2 separate regions of the Macaca mulatta genome follow, and region 1 is linked to region 2. Evidence: chromatin contacts called from public Hi-C data. All regions are on one chromosome and are shown on one strand. The core of a region is the stretch at or near the end of the contact, and the rest is flanking DNA. Distances in the headings are between cores, read along the strand shown. Region 1 holds the start of CCDC86 (coiled-coil domain containing 86). Region 2 holds the start of PRPF19 (pre-mRNA processing factor 19).

Region 1 (3,236 bases), core at 586-3,085, 61 kb before region 2:
CCAGCCTGGACAACAGAGCAAGACCCTGTCTCAAAAATAATAATTTTTAAAAGAAAGCAAAGGAGTGTAAGGGGACAGGGTCCCAACAGCAACCACCACACCAGGCTCTTCTGAAAATTTCAGGAGTCTACTCAAGGCCTCTGCACACCATGTATAATGACAATGACAAACTGAGCTCAGGTGGGAGTAGGGGGTTCTGGGCCAGAGCCCACCTGATGCTGAGGTTGACAAAGTGCCTCCAAATGTCAGGGGGACACCCAAAGGCCTCCTCTGAAAAACATCTCCCTCTCTCTGGTGAAAACCTGAGATCACTCTCTGAAGTATTTCAGGTTAGACTAGGATATGATCCAGTCGGCACTGGAGAGTGATCCCTCCAGCTGGGGACAAGAGCTTAGGAGGCAGGGCAAGCCTAGGGGGACTGGAGCAGGGCAGAGGGGCATACAGTCTCCTCCAGCACCCTGGCAATGCCTGCCAGGCTTGGTTCTGAGTGTCGGATCATTGGGATCTCTAGGCAGGGGCAGGGCATTTAAGGAACTGAACAGAACTCACTCCTCTGACAGTTGAGGGGTGGAAGAGCTGGGCGAGAAGGTGTCCCAGCTGCTTCTTCTGTGGACAGCTGCATGGCAGGGGAGGAGTAGCAAGGCAGGCGAAGTCCCCCTGCAGGGGTCTCCTTAGCTCGGGAACATGAGGAAGTTGAGAACACTCTGACTCCTGATATTCTTGGACAATTTCCCAGGCCCTCTCGCAAGCCCCCAGCTGGAGAAACAATGGAATGGTTTCAAAAGAAACCACTGGAATGTTGGACAGGGGCCCTGGGACCTCTAATAGCCAACCCCAGGCAGTCCCAATAATCACGCAACTGGGCCGCTTCCAAGATGTTCTTCCTAAGAAGCATGCTGTAAGAAAATCAAAGCCTCACTCCTAGGTCTCACAGGAAGGTCTACACAGCCCGACATTTCCCAATCCCATCTTCTCTAGGCCCTGGGAAGTCCAGAAGGCAACACCTGCTCACTGGTGAGGTCCCAAAGTGCTCAGTAAGCAAAGTACATTTACAGTTGAATAGCAAGGGAAGGGAGGGGAGGCGAGGCAGGTTGACACACGGGCAAAAACCACTGTCTGGGCTGAAAGGAAGATCAGAGATGATCCAACCTGTTTCTAGAACTGGGGCAGAAAAAGAGGGACGTGGGAGCGTACGCAGCTGGTCGAGGGCCCAGGTGAGCCACAGGACAAAGGTGCTGCATCTTATTGGTACCTCAGCTTCACTCATAGACGTTGAAAAGGCTGAAAAGGGAGAGCCATGGATTATATACGGAAGCACAGGACGGGAGAAGCAAAAGTGTGAACAATTAACACAGAAAAGACCGATCTTCCACCTCCACGACCCCCAGGTAGCATTCCCTCAGGCTGCTGGGAGGAGGACTCCGACAGGGTCATTTGGGATGCACGAAGCTAGTGCAAAAACAGGCCCAAGGAGGGCAGGACCCTGCCCAACTGCACCGGAGTTGGCCACAAAACTTCCATCAGGCCTTGCCTAAGGCTCCTCGGACCTTTTTTCAACTCTGTTCTCTCCCTGAAATGGGTCCTCCCACTTTCCCTTTCCTACGTGCTCGCTCTTCTTTCCCCAGGAAACTTTGCAAGAAAGGCAAAAGCGAATCCTAGAAAAAAGACTGGCTCATCAATCACTTAACGAAGCCCGCGCGAATTGCGCATGCGCATGCTGAGCCCCACCCCACCCCACTCCCAGTCCCGCCTCTGCATCCCTCACCAACACGGCCGCCTCAGCAACAGCCCCTCCTGCGCGTCACGGACGTGGCGACTCATGACGTCATAGGAAGGCGCCGGTTGTCGGCGGGGTCTGCACGTGTGCAGGGGTGTGGAAACTTACCCGCTGAGGCATGGATACACCGCTAAGGCGCAGCCGACGGCTGGGAGGCCTAAGGCCCGAATCCCCCGAGAGCCTCACCTCAGTTTCGCGGGTGAGACGGGCCCTTGTGGAGTTGCAGTCGAACCCAGAAGAAACGAGGGAGCCTGGGTCTCCTCCTAGTGTGCAGCAAGCTGGCCTGGGGTCCCCGGAAAGACCGCCGGAGACAAGCCCAGGATCACCCCGTCTGCAACAGGGTGCAGGCTTGGAGTCCCCCCAAGTGCAGCCAGAGCCAGGCCCAGGGTCCCCCCAGCGTCAGCAAGACCTACACCTGGAGTCGCCTCAAAGACAGCCGGAGTCCCGTCCTGAATCCCCACGATGTCAGCCGAAGTCAAATGAGGAGGCATCAAAGTGTTCTCAGGACCAGGGAGTACTGGCCTCGGAGTTGGCCCAGAGTAAGGAGGAGCTGACCCCGGGGGCCCCCCAGCATCAGCTACCGCCGGGCCCAGGATCACCAGAGCCTTACCCCGGTCAGCAAGCTCCCGGTCCGGAGCCCTCTCAGCCACTACTGGAGCTGACACCCAAGGCACCTGGCTCCCCGCGGGGTCAGCATGAGCCGAGCAAGCCACCTCCAGCTGGGGAGACGGTGACAGGCGGCCTCGGGGCAAAGAAGCGAAAAGGTTCTTCATCCCAGGCCCCAGCGTCCAAGAAGTTGAACAAAGAGGAGCTTCCTGTAATCCCGAAGGGGAAGCCCAAATCGGGGCGAGTTTGGAAGGACCGCTCCAAGAAAAGGTGAAGTAAGGGACAGCTTGGACAGGGGTGGCGTTCTCTATGGTGTTGGGACCCCGCCTTTGCCCTGCTGCAGCCTGGAGAATAGCCCCAGGGTTAGAGAGAGCTCACGTTAGTGAGGGTGTCAGCAAACAGGTAATTACAATCAGAATGTGGTAAAATGACCTGGGATCCCGGAGGGGGGTGACCAGGCCCTCAAAGATCAATTTCTCTGATGCCTTTCCTCTTCGGGGTCCCTATGGGCCTCTCCTGTAGCACCTCAGTTGTGTATTCGTTCAACAGACATTTACCATTGTCTGCCCTCTCTAGTGAGTGAGGCAGAAGCAAGTAAACCAGCCATTACTTGATCAAAGCAGTGAAGTCTTCATCCAATATAGTCTGTTACAGTTATTTGCCTTTAAGATGAAAAGTATTACTGAGCACTGATTATATACAGCCTTTCAAACATGGAACAGCACGTATCATCACACTTAATCTGCACATCAGCTCTGTGAAGCAGGTGGTGGTATTCCTGTTTTTTGTGTGAGGAAACCGAGGCTAAATGAGTGGTAGGCACAGGATCTGAGCACAGATCTGATTCCGAAGG
Region 2 (3,161 bases), core at 409-2,908:
ATACCCTTTAGTCTTTCTAGGTGACCAGTCCCCATCCTGAAGCTATTGACGTCTGCCAGCTACCAGTCAACTGATTAGGATACAGGCAGACACTTATCACCTGGAAGATTCCAAGGAGCAAAGTGGCAATCATTACAATAAAAATATTTACATGGCACATGTCTATGTGCCAAGCACAATTCTAGGCATACAGTACAGTAATTCATGTTCACAACAACCCGCAATAGAGGTATCATTTACACTCTTGCCTGCATAGACTGTGCGCCCCTTGAGGATAAGGATTACAGCTGGTCTCTCACTTCCAGTACAATGCAGATGCCCCCGGGGCACTCGGTAAACATCTAACGAATGAGTGAACCCTGCCAGGAAAGATAGTGCTGGGGAACGTAAAAGAGAGCTTTCCCAAGACTGGAAGGAAACAATGAATATGAAGGTACTTTGCGAGCTGTAATTTCTTCAATGTGAGGGATTCCTTTTCCATCATTTCCCTTCCTTCTTCCCCCTCTCTGGATCAACGTACAGGTTCTGAGAAGAGACGGAGGTGAATAGCAAAAGGGAGGGGAAACGAGTAATCTGATGAAACAACGAAAAGGGAAAGGAAAACGTATGTACGTCATGATAAAATATCAAAGGGAAAGATAGTGGAAGGTATGGAAAAAGCAAGGATTCAGGCTCCAAACTCCGTGTCACCTAACTACGTCACCCAGCTCTGCCATTGACTAGCTACGCATTCTTAGATAAGCCCCGCTCTTCCTGAGCCTTGCCTCCTCATTTGCAACACCAGGATCTTTTCTCCTTTAGGGAATTCTTGTGAGGATAAAATGAGATCCTAGACTTGGAAGCGCGTTGTAAACCAATAAGGGCTTTATAAATGTGCGCTGTTTTTAATTAGTCATACACTGTAAGGCTGGGAGCCATATACCTAGCTGCCAGCCTTGCCTACCTCTAACTCATCATGTGACCTTTACAAATTGCAAAAGCTGCGACTATCCGAGCAAGGCCTCACAAAATATCCAGTGCAATGCTCTCAATTTTGCAGATGGGGAAACCGAGGCACAGAGCCTTAAGCCAATTCACAAAGCCAACAGGAGGCGGACCCTGGACAAGACCTCGGGTTTCCTGACTCTTACATCAAGGCTGTTTCCCCTGCACCAGCTCCCTCTGTCCAGGCCTGTTTCCACTCGGTAGAATGAGGCGACCTGCCTCAGTAATGCCTGCGACAATAAACCTCCGGCACTATGTAAACTGCGGAGCACTGCGCAAATGCACCCCGCTCCGAGGGGAGGGCTCCGGGGCTGACAGGCCGCCGCTCTGCCTCTGGAGCGCCCCATTCCCGCCTCCACCCCGGCCCCGGCCCCGGCGCCGCAGTGGCCCGCACACGCTCCCGCGCCGCTCTCCGGCCTCCTGCGACCCGCGCTCGGCCGCAGGCAACACTCACTGGAGCAGATTAGGGACATGGCGCCGTTGCCGCGCTCCCAGGCGCCACACGCCGGACTCCGGGACTGGCTTCTGAGCCTCCGCGAGCCACTTCCGGTCCCCCGCTGCTGCCGGGACTGCTCAGCTGCGAGCTGGGAGCCGCCAGTCGAGCGATGCTCGCGTAGCGCTTCACGTGGGAATGGGGACAGCCGCGCGCCACTGCCTCCAGCACCTAACGGAAATAGACCTTTCCCAGAATGCAGCCGGGCAGGAAAGGGCCCGCCACGAACACTCGGTTATTTCCGGATTGACTCGGCTCGTTCCGTAAAGCGCCCGGGGATTGGCGGGGGCGTCGGAAGAGAGGAGACTCGAAACTACATTTCCCATGATGCAGTGAGAACTTAAAACCAAAGCAATTGGACAGCACTTGTTTTGACAACTGTGCGGCACTGTGTCACGGGACCCTGGTCTTTGAAACCTTGGTGTGCGCGAGAATTTCCCAATTTCCCATTGTTAAAATGCAGATTCCTCGGATCTGCGTAGACAGACTGCGCCCCACGCTATTCTAAGTCAGGTGTTTCTCGGGCCACCCTTTAAGAGACACTGCTGGATGGCCTGGTGTTAAAAATACAGAGGCAGATGGGTACAGGAACTAAGAAAACGGCTAAGACAGCGTTTTGGTCCTGACTACTACCGTTTCGCTCTGTGATTTGGGGCAATTCACATTGGCTTCCCTGCCCTTTCTTCTTTGTCAAAAGACAAAATCACAACAAATTTAGTTTAAAGTTTTTTGTTTGTTTTTGTTTTTTGGTTTTGTTTTGTTTTTGTTTTTGTTTTTAAGAGACGGACTCTGGCAATGTTGCCCAGGCTGGAACGCAGTGGCTATTCACAGGTGCAATCGTAGCAATCATGGCTATCACAGGTGCATCCTGGAACTCCTGGGCTCAAGTGATCCTTCTGCCTCAGCCTCCAGAGTAGCTCTGGGACTTAGGGTGCAATTCTATAAAATTGGGCAGCGCCTTACACTATAAAATCTAATGGTTGTTCCAATGAGCTGAACAGGGGAGCTTGGTTTTTTAGACAGAAAAGGACTGAGGAAAACAGAAACAGAACAAAAATGGGATTGGTCATTTGGTAATCTCAAAATTACTTTTCTTGTAAAGGTTAAAGTGGAGGGTACTTCTTTATCATGCCATGTAAAACTTGCCTGTTTGGGAATTTAGCTCTCCCCGCCAACACACATGCACACACACACTCTCTCTCAGAAGGTCATAAAGATCTTAGTTTCAGCTCATTGGGGTGGAACTTCGGCAGGACTCTTTTTAGCTTGGTCTGTTAGGCCTAGCGCAAGAGCTCAGTCCAAACCAGTGGCCTCTTATCAATTTATTTTGTATTTTCTGTTTCTCTTCCAGCTCAGATAGTGTATGATTCTTTGTGGATATCTGTAAGATAAGATACTCTCAGGAATCATGCAAAAGACATGTGGTGTGGACTATAAGGTATCAAGACAAACGGGCAGGATGAACAGGATGTGTGAGTGAGAGGGACTTTGACAGGTGGGCAGTATTCAGAGGAGAAGGAGAAGGAAAGGCATTCCAGAAGGAGAAACAATGTAAGCAAAAGCTTGGAGAGAAAAATAAAAGTTACAGGTACAAAAGGTAGTATGGCATAGTGGCCAAGAGCATGGACTCTGAAGTCAGACTGTGTGCTCAAATCCTAGCACCACCCAGGTGATTAACTGTATG

Evidence for each region. Hi-C and Micro-C count contacts between places; a contact is called where the count stands out from the background.
Region 1: a contact with region 2 is called in a Hi-C map of prefrontal cortex, with 4 times the contacts expected there. The contact joins the promoter of CCDC86 here to the promoter of PRPF19 in region 2. A contact is called at or near these places in 7 of 14 Hi-C or Micro-C datasets (CD4 T cells, blood, cortical neurons and 4 more).

What each region holds. Positions count from the first base shown.
Region 1 is chr14:13,226,460-13,229,695 of T2T-MMU8v2.0, reverse strand. It overlaps CCDC86 (coiled-coil domain containing 86), which reads left to right and starts at 1,835. Exons shown (of 4, transcript NM_001265928.1): 1 at 1,835-2,653. The coding sequence starts at 1,896. LOC114672248 (a long non-coding RNA gene) reads right to left here and starts at 1,803. Exons shown (of 5, transcript XR_013403757.1): 1 at 1,766-1,803.
Region 2 is chr14:13,165,844-13,169,004 of T2T-MMU8v2.0, reverse strand. PRPF19 (pre-mRNA processing factor 19) reads right to left here and starts at 1,658. Exons shown (of 16, transcript NM_001261081.1): 1 at 1,439-1,658. The coding sequence starts at 1,457.